Regions from separate parts of the Mus musculus genome. Here region 2 is linked to region 1. The links are chromatin contacts, called in public Hi-C maps. All regions are on one chromosome and are shown on one strand. The core of a region is the stretch at or near the end of the contact, and the rest is flanking DNA. Distances in the headings are between cores, read along the strand shown. Region 1 has its middle 15 kb from the start of Raph1. Region 2 has its middle 16 kb from the start of Gm38137.

What was found. Hi-C and Micro-C count contacts between places; a contact is called where the count stands out from the background.
Region 2: a Hi-C map of cortical neurons shows a contact between it and region 1, with 2.5 times the contacts expected there. The contact joins two enhancer-like sites. A contact is called at or near these places in 19 of 484 Hi-C or Micro-C datasets (the C10 cell line, CD4 T cells, bone marrow-derived dendritic cells and 11 more) and 7 of 115 datasets of contacts at active chromatin or transcription factors (differentiating embryonic stem cells, embryonic basal ganglia, embryonic stem cells and 3 more).

Annotation. Positions count from the first base shown.
Region 1 is chr1:60,579,118-60,583,813 of GRCm38.p6, reverse strand. No RefSeq gene overlaps it. Among named protein-coding and RNA genes, the nearest start is that of Raph1, 15 kb to the right of the region's middle. Within about 2 kb of position 2,618, at least 50 of the 459 cell types and tissues checked have an H3K27ac peak or open chromatin away from gene starts, as enhancers often do. A contact at or near this core is called in cortical neurons, where this site is marked.
Region 2 is chr1:60,845,059-60,849,754 of GRCm38.p6, reverse strand. No RefSeq gene overlaps it. Among named protein-coding and RNA genes, the nearest start is that of Gm38137, 16 kb to the left of the region's middle. Within about 2 kb of position 2,719, at least 24 of the 459 cell types and tissues checked have an H3K27ac peak or open chromatin away from gene starts, as enhancers often do. A contact at or near this core is called in cortical neurons, where this site is marked.

The DNA.
Region 1 (4,696 bases), core at 1,369-3,868:
AGTCAGAAGAAAGTGTCAGTCTCCCTAGAACCAGAACCAGGAGTACAGACATTTGTGAACCATCATGTAGCTAGTGGGTATTGAACCCTGGCCCTCTGCAATATCAACAAATGCTTTTAACCACTAAATCTTCTCTTCAGCCCCCAGTGAGTTCTTTCTTGATGGAGCTCTGTAAGCGCTTCTTTTGGGTGAACACACAACTTTCACACCAGGAATGTTCAAAGTCCCAGTCAAAACCCAGACCCTCAGGGCCCTTCTATCTCCTGGCTTCTTAATATTGGCTCGGCACAGGTTCTGTGCTCACATCTCAATCCTAAATTTATCTCTCTTTCCTCTGAGATTCACAGGCATTTATTATAATGGCCCATCCCTACCCACGTGCCCAGAGTGCTTTCTTTAACTTCACTTATAATTTAAAGTGTGCACTCAGGAGCCCCAGAGACACGCCCAGTCAGCGTGTGCTGCTTTAAATTGTATGTTCAGATGATGTTTTATGTTTTAGACATCTTCTACCTGTTGCATCGTTCTTACTTAAAGTCATTTTCTCAGCTAGTTGCTACTCTACCGTGGGCTGAGTCACAGAGCTCACAGTTATTAGTGCCCTAGGGTCTCCTCAGTCCAATTTTACAATTTAGATCCATCATTTTAATAGACATTTTAATCAACTTTTGAATGAGGGTATAAACCTTGCAGTTTTCCAAGAGGAACCTCATAAACAGTGTTCTCTTTCTCGGTTTATGTAGTGGAAGACACCATCTTCAGTGCTTTCAAACAGTGGGATGAAATTTTAAGAGATCGTTACATCCAAAGACAGCTTCTCAGCCTTCAAAACTCTCCACGCCTTCAACTATGTCCTGTTTCTGGCTACAGGGGATTCGGGATAGCTGAAAAAAAAATCACCATTTTGTGGATTTTTTTTTCTGTCTGGTACTTTGTTCCTTCATCCCAGTTACCAGTATCCCTTACTCCCAGTCTCTTATTTTCCATGGAGATTTTAGCTTGATTTCCATTCTCTGTCTCTCTTTGTTTCTCTGTTTTTCTTTCCTTCCTTCCTTCCTTCCTTCCTTCCTTCCTTCCTTCCTTCTTTCCTTCCTCCTTTCTTTCTTCTTTCTTTCTTTCTTTCTTCCTTTCTTTCTTTCACTATAAAGAGCAGAAACCTCAATGATCGTTTAGTCATAAAAGTGTTAATCTTAATCATTCAATAAGAAATCTGGAGAAAGGCCCTTCAGGACCAGAGCAATTATTGCAATGTCAAGGAACCAGCCTGTTCCTCTCTGGTTCCACTATCCTTACCACATTGCCTGTATAGTGCTCATATATAACACATCATATAATGTCACATTGTACATATTAATACATTTATCGAGGCTAGAAGGCAAAAGGTCTTTACCTCTGCTGATTAAAAAAAAAGTAGAATATTTCCCAATTCCTGTCCTTTCTCTCAACAGATATTCTTTAATACTTCTTGGTTTAGAATTGGATTACATAGTACCCTCTGATAGCCAGGGAGTGAAAGTGGCAGCCAACAATGGAATTTTTTGAGATTTCCATTCCAGTTACTGCAGACCTAGAATCCATATTTTTCCTGTCCTCTTGGGAAACAGAACAGTATCAGGAACTCTAGACTCATTCCAGAGCCGTGTTACCTACCTTGTTCTCCCTTCTACCCACCACCTACCCAGGCTGTTCATGGCTATTCCATGATGGCATGGCTGTTATGCTCAGGAGACGCCCCATATGAACAGCTTTCCATTGATTTAACTGAAGTCATCTTCAAAGCACCTGACTTTTGTCAGGTACAGAGTCTGAAGCACTGAGATCCCAAGTCCTCTACGATGAAAAGCTGGACTCCCATGACAGCTTTGGGGGTACAACTCAATGTTCCGTCCCTTAACTGAATTTATTCTTATGTTCCTTGAGTATATCAATGCATGGTAAGACTTCAATAAATGTTTTTATGAATGAATGAAAATATGTACCTGATAGATGTGGCTTTAAATGAGAAGATTGTACAAAACCAAAAATTTAGAGGGAACAATCTATAACTCTTTGTTCTGTGTGGTACTGGGAACACACATTTCTATGTGATAAAAATTCTCACTAATATGTTCTTCAGTTGTCTTCTGTTGCTATGCTGCTTAGAGAAGACTGGAGGATAAAATCCTTCTCTTGTTTCTTGGAGCCTTGGAGAAGAATCAAACACACTTACTCACGTCACACAGAGAGTAATAATCTTTAGTTAGCCACCCTTTCGTGTAGCTCCAGTGTCCCTGATTCTGTGAGCCATGATCTATAGATAGACATGGATAATTGACAGCAAATGCACCTGTCTTCTTGAGAATAACTTTAAGGAACTGCCACCTAACTAAAGAGCCATGATAGTTTAAATGCAGACTGATATTTAGCTAAAGGGCATCGTCTCTTGGAACAATATCTAAAGGAAAACCATTTTGTTACATAAATAAAAAGCATTAAAGTGCCAAAAATTGTTAAGAAAAAAAAAAAAGAAAACCTTTTGCTTAGTAAAAAGGTTTTGCACGCACTCTATGTGATGGCTGTTCAGATGAAGATGCCTAAAGATGCATGCAGAGCTTCTGCACCTTCTCAGTTGTCACGGCGACTGTCAAGAAGCTTTGCAGCATACACATACATATGGTCCTACGCTTCCATGCTATTCTAATTACAACTTCTACTACACAGCCAAAACTGGAGCAGAGGGGCAGAGACTGAGAAAGTCTCCTGAGAAAATGGACGCTCCTCCATCTCCCTTTGTAGGCACGCGAGCATCTAGGAAATGGAAAACAGTAGTTGCGGAGCAAAGGCTATTGCAACAGCTGTAAATGGGCACTGGTAAAGCTTGTGGTACTGTTTTCCCTTGCTCCGTGCTGAATTATTTTAGGAATAAAGACAATCAGAAAGTGCAAGTTAGACAAATGTATGTGAGTAGATTTACTACAAACTGTCTTATATCCTTCTTATAATAAAACTGGTTGTAACTTGGCTGAGTCATATTTTGGAATAAACAGTTTAGCTTTTCCACCAACAGTCACGAATGGAATTTATCCCCACCTTCTCTGTGTGTGTGTGTGTGTCTGTCTGTCTGTCTGTGTCTTTCTTTGTGTCTCTGTCTGCCTATCTCTGTCTCCCTCTGTCTGTCTCTGTCACTCTGTCTCTGTCTTCTCTCTCTGTCTCTCTCTCTGCCTCTGTCTTCTCTCTCTGTCTCTATCTCTGTCTCTGTGTGTGTGTCTCTTTCTCTGTCTGTCTCTGTCTCTCTCTCTCTCTCTGTCTCTGTCTCTCTCTCTCTCTCACTCTCTCGCTCTTTCTCTGAAATAGAGTCTCACATTGTAGCCCAGGCTGTCCTGGACCTCACTACATAGCTCAGACTGGCTTCAAACTAACAGCGATCCACCTGCCTCAGATTTTCCAGTGTTGATATCATAGAAATGAGCCACAACTGGCAACTATTGAAAATGTCTAACTCTATCAACTGACCCAGATTGTAGGTGCTCAAAGCTAACTTTTTAGAGTTTTGTAAGGAAGGGTGGATACTGAGCAATTTGCTGATCAACTCTTTGCCCTTAAGCCTTCAGGCAAAGCATATTTCCTGTTAACTCAGCTAAGTTGTGAAGATTGTTGGTATTTATGCCTTCCTCTTCCGGGTCCATACCCAGAGGCTGAAGTCCCTTTGTGCTTCTTTGCCTCTGGGAGTGTGTCACAAGGAAGAAAGCAGAAGTTTCCTGCAAGATACTTCTCTTCTGGGTTTGTATTTTCAACCTCCTAAACCCACAGAAAAGCCTATGCTGGACTTGGTAGAGGGAAAGGGGAACTGAGCTTGCTTCCAGGGAGGAAGGTGGGTCCATAGAAAGTTAAGAGACTGCAGAGCCCTGCCCTTCTGTGGCTTCCATTTCTCTCTACTGCCTCCCCAGAGACATCTAAGCAATTCTAGCTCACTGAGATGCCTGTCCATAGGCTGCTGTAAAAGCATCGACGTTCTAATGCTGTCACCCTTTATACAACAGCGACCTCCAACCATAAAATTACTTTCATTGCTACTTCATAACTGTAATGTTGCTACTGTTATGCATTATAATGTATATAGCTTGTTTTCTGACAGTCTTAGGCAACCCCTGTGAAAGAACCTCTCTCCTTAAAGCTGTCATGACCCACAGATTGAGAGGAGTCAGGCAGTGAGTACTTCCTGGGAACCCCTCTGGGGCTGATGGTGGAAGGGCAAGTGGCTGTATATGGTTGTGAGCTTGTTTAGCAAGGGAGATAAGGGAAAAGGGAGGAAAACTCCAATGGTGACCAAAGTTGGTTATCTCTGCTCCCAAAGAATGGGGGACTCAGTTAAAATTAAATTAACTCCAAAAACCCAAACAAAGGGAGTTTTGAGTTTGGGGTTTTGCTTTTGTTTGTTTTTTGTTTGTTTGTTTGTTTGTTTTATTCCACACAGGAGAACTGGAGAATTAAGATAGCCAGAACAAATGAATGCAGGTGTTTGAAATCACAGGGAGAGAAGACTTCTTTTCTAGATGAGAAAAAACTTCTCACCAACAACTGAAAGTATTTTCTTTTTTAAAAATCTGGTTGTTGTTTATTTGGGATATTTGTTTTGTTTTGTTTTTAATTTCCCCTGTGGTGAAGCATACGTTAGGATATTTGAGAATGACTTTGGAACACATACAATGCCCTCAGT
Region 2 (4,696 bases), core at 1,470-3,969, 270 kb before region 1:
TTTGGGGTGAGTGGGCACAGTTGCAATGGGAGAGGGCAGAAACGAGGGAATGGGGAAATGAGTGGGACTGGGATGCATGATGTGAAACTCACAAAGGATCAATAAAAAGTTGGATGGAAAAAGATAAACGATGGTTGTTTGACACCATGAGAGTGAATCAAGTGATTTGAGCTCTTTAATTTGTCCCAGCCTTCTGTCCGAAATGTTTCTTCCAAGACACAGAGAGGAGGTCTCCTTGAGTTGAGGAGATGGAACAGGAATTATCAGACAAGAAGACAGAGTTCTCAGGCCAGACTATTAGAGAGGGCCCAGCTGCACAGACAACTGAAAGTATGAAGGAGTCTGGTTAAATCTCCAGCCAGTGTCTGAGTAGGATTCAGAGGGAGGACACCCACCTGAGGCTAATGTAGGGTTAGAGGAAGGAATGCTTCTTGCTCACATGGGTGGGAAGTGGCTCACGTCCCCATCTGCCAGAATGGAAAACCTCCTGTTCTCATAGCTCGATGAATACAGAATCTGTAGTGAGGGGAAAAAACTAGCCCCAAAGTAAATGCTGGTCTAAATTTAACTCACAAAGCTTTAATATGCAGTCTAGAAGCACCACACTGTTTCCAGAATTCTGCATACTAGAACCAACACTAAAATATTTATGAGAATACGAAAATAACCACCGGACAACAAGGAAAATTTTCCAACTGCTATCTAATCCAAGATTACTAAGTATTGTGGGGAGCCGTTGCAGAGTGGCAGTTACAGAGTGGCAGTTACAGAGTGGCAGTTGCAGAGTGGCAGTTGCAGAGTGGCAGTTGGCTATTGCTGGCCACCACACATATATAGGCAGTAAAGGTTCTTTTGCCAAGATGAGGTTTTGAGAATTGACCAAAGTTAACCAATCAGATGAGAGACAAGTTAACCAATCAGATGAGAGAGAACGCCTCTCCTAGGCCTATATAAGCAGCACCAGTTCTGGGCTTGGGTCTCTTTGCCTCTGCAATCAAGCTCTCCTAATAAACGTGTGCGGAAGGATCCTGTTGCAGCATCGTTCCTCCTGGCCAGTCGAGCGCGTGCAAGAAAGTATAAAGAAGTAGAAAAAAACATAACAACAAAACATTATCAAAGATGTTAGAATTGTAGACAAGAACAGTCATTCTTGTTATATTCCAAATGTTCAAGACCGTGAAAGGAACTGTAAACTTGTTAATGAACTATATTTAAAGTGACCCAACTAGAACTTCCTTTGATTAAGTGCCAGAAATTTATGATAAACAGTGGGTTATTGATAAATAAAATAGAATTAGTGAACTTGAAAGCACAGCAATATAACCGATCTCTAACGAAACCAGTATTGGGGGGCGGGGAAAGACAGACAGACAGACAGACAGAAAGACAGAGCACCTAAGACCTTCAAGTGGTTCAATACACACGTTATCGGAGAAACAAAACTCTTGAGGGGAAACAAGGGAGGGGGAGCAAAGAAATATTTCAAGAGACAGCTTAGATTATTTTCTTAATTTGATGAAAGTTATAAACCCACAGATCCCAAATACTCACTCAAGCCAAAGCATAGACAACGTAAGAAAGTTTTACTGAGGTCTGTAACCAAACTATCTACACCCAAGAACTGGTCGAAGCCCTCAGAGGAAGAGATCATGAAGGTGCTCTGCCCCCCTGAGACTGAGGAATGCCCCAGCTCTTCCAGCCCTTCACATGCCCCTGGCTACAGGGGTGCCGCTGGGGTCTGTAAGCCTAGAGAACATTTCCTCACCTCCCAAGCTGAACTCAAAATGTAATCAGAATTTCTAGTGTAATCTATGTATCTTTTTCTTTCTTTGTAAATCTCTATCCTTAATAAGGCAGGTTAACTGGGTAAACTGAAATATCAGATACCAATTTTAAAGAGCTCAGGAAATATATTGAGCTAAATAGATTTTTCTTTAAAAATATCAAAATGAATGTAACAAAATCCATTAAGTAACAAAATATAAAAGTAAGTGGTAAAAAGTATCTGCCCTCATCCCTCTGTGATCACCATGGATCCTCAGTCCTAGCCCTGGCTACAGAGTCCTGACATCTTCACAAGGATTCTTTCTTCTCTCCCCTCTGTTTTTCCTCTGGCAGTCCTAACACTCTGCCCCCATTCTCTCTGACTTTATTCAGTGCCAAAATAAGAAACCTCTAAAGCCATCTCTTCATTTCTTGTTTGGATTGTCATCCTCTTCAAACCCAGATTACTTCTCTAAAATGATTTCCTTTGAACTACAAAGGGTTATAGAATAATTGGAATCTTTTAATGAAATATTCCTAATGAAATGGGTAAACAAGAAAAAATGCTAACTTTACTTATTAGCAAGAAATCAGAGGGTTTGCATTTGCTTAGTTTGGGTTTGGGGACATGAGTGTGTGTGTGTGTGTGTGTGTGTGTCTGTGTGTGCGCACGCACGCACGTTTGTGTGTTAAGTGCAATAACATGGAGACTTTATGTTTTAATAAAGCTGTTTTGTTGCCATGGTTGCAAATTTGCATTAACATGTTCACAAGGAAACCAATGTGTGGTATGAATATTGCTCCCACTTTCACATCTGCCCACGTGCTCCAGACAGGGATTGGATAAACTGGCTTCCAGCCCTGATCTCCTCCACCACCCCCATAGAGTGAGCATTTTTCACAGAAAATCTAGAGTTCTCTAGGATATAAAGTTAGGATTGGCTCCTGTTCCAGACACAAGGTCAAACAAGATTTCTGACGGGCTTGCTTCATGAGGTTCAATCACCCTTCACCCCTTTGGCATGATGCATATGCATGAGATCACTAGGAGACTGTTTATTTAGTATCTAAGCTCTTTACAATGTATTTCAAGATAAATATAATCACTGAAGAAGTTACACAGCTTGAAAATTCTGGCACTAATCTTACAGCAGTTCTTACAAAACAAGTTTGCAAATGATCCTTTCTAGGGGTGGGTGGAAGATTCAAGACAGGGTTTCTCTGTGTAGCCCTGGCTGTCCTGGAGCTTTTGTAGACCACGCTGGCCTTGAACTCAATGCGATCCCCCTGCTTCTGCCTCCCTGATGCTGGGATGAAAGGCTTGTGCAGTGATCTCTTGATGCTTCTGTTTCAGGTAACATATTCTCTATTCTTTATTCCTCTTTCTTGCCTCTTTTTTTTCTTGTAAAGTTCATAACCATCATCCAAACTTGTCTCTCTGAAATTTGAGACCCAAATCTGATCATAGGCATATTTTCTAGTAAGCAGACAGGCAGCAGGCAAACAGAGCAGACTACTGAGCCTCCCGAGCCCCTGCTCAGAGACAATTCCTTAAAGCCGCAATCCTCAAGCCAGGATGGAACTATTAGCTATGATTACACTCAAGCCATGACCATCCCTAACTGGTCTCCGATCCTGTATATCCTTCCCACTTCTCATTGCTGCAAACCCGAGTGATCCTTTAAAAAGCAATTCTGTCCTCCATGAACTTGGGTTGGAAATCTTGCAGCGTGTCCTGTTGTCGACAAGATGGTGTCCAAACTCCTTTTAGAAAGCACCTGAGGTTCTTCAGGTTCTGAATCCCACCTCCTGCTCTGACCTGATATCTCAGTGTCCACCCCGCTCCTCACCTTTGGATCCCTCTCTCTGTGAACTACAATTTCAACTGAGTAGTTTCACGATGTCAGATGACCACAGAACTCTTAAGTCAGTGACCTATATGTTTAAAACTATTTGAATGCTTACTACTGTGTGGCTCTGGTTGAAGAAGAAACAATTCTTGAGTCCTTAGGTTTCCATTTCCTGAGATCTCAAAGTAGTCTCTAATCCATCCTTGCCCGCTGGCTCCCACAGTGGCTGTGAGCCACCCACCACCCACACTCTGCTCTCTGAACAAGATGCTTTTTATGATCTAGAGCAGCACATTCAGGTTGCCAGAGCCACAAGCAGGAGAGTGCAAGGTATGGTCCTGAGTCATAGTCTCCCGTTCCCCTTGGAGCATCTGAGCTGTTCTAGCTCAATATCTTAAAATAAAATAAAATAAAATAAAATAAAACTAAGAACACAATCATGCAGGTGATGAGGTCCACACTGAAATCCCCCTCCCCCCCCCCCCCCCCCCCCCCCCCGTATCTCATAGACCTCAAGTAAGTCATTTGCCATGGTTTTCACAGTCTCATCAAAAACTAGTGAGCTGCTGAGTTTTCTAAGGCGAGTATGTTTCTCCAGCTGGGACACGCCCACAAGACAATTGCTTGGGTGGTGTTTGGCAGTGAAGGCGCCTAAGCCCACACCACATCATACTTTAACAGCAGTCAAGTAAGAAAATTTAGAGAAGCAGAGAGAGCTAGGGTTAGTATTTTAATGGCTTCTAAAGTCAGTATTACATTTACTAAGGCTCAGAATTTATCAAAGAAGATGATCCCCAAAGCACGGGCTCAACTATGCCCTGAGCACACAGGTCAGGTTGCTGTCTGTTTTCAGATGTGTTACAAAGAAACAAAACATATGCCAAGGATTTCTAATGGTTAGAGTTTAGAATTTTAATGCAAAATTTAGGGTTTTATTCTTTTAAATAATGATGAGGGGTTCCAGGTAAACTATAAACTACACCTCACTCGTTCATTGGCATTTCCTTTCTGCTTTCTTGGGTTGGAGGACAATGTTGTGGATTTGATTTAATGCTTGCCTTATGGGTTCCCAAATTACATGA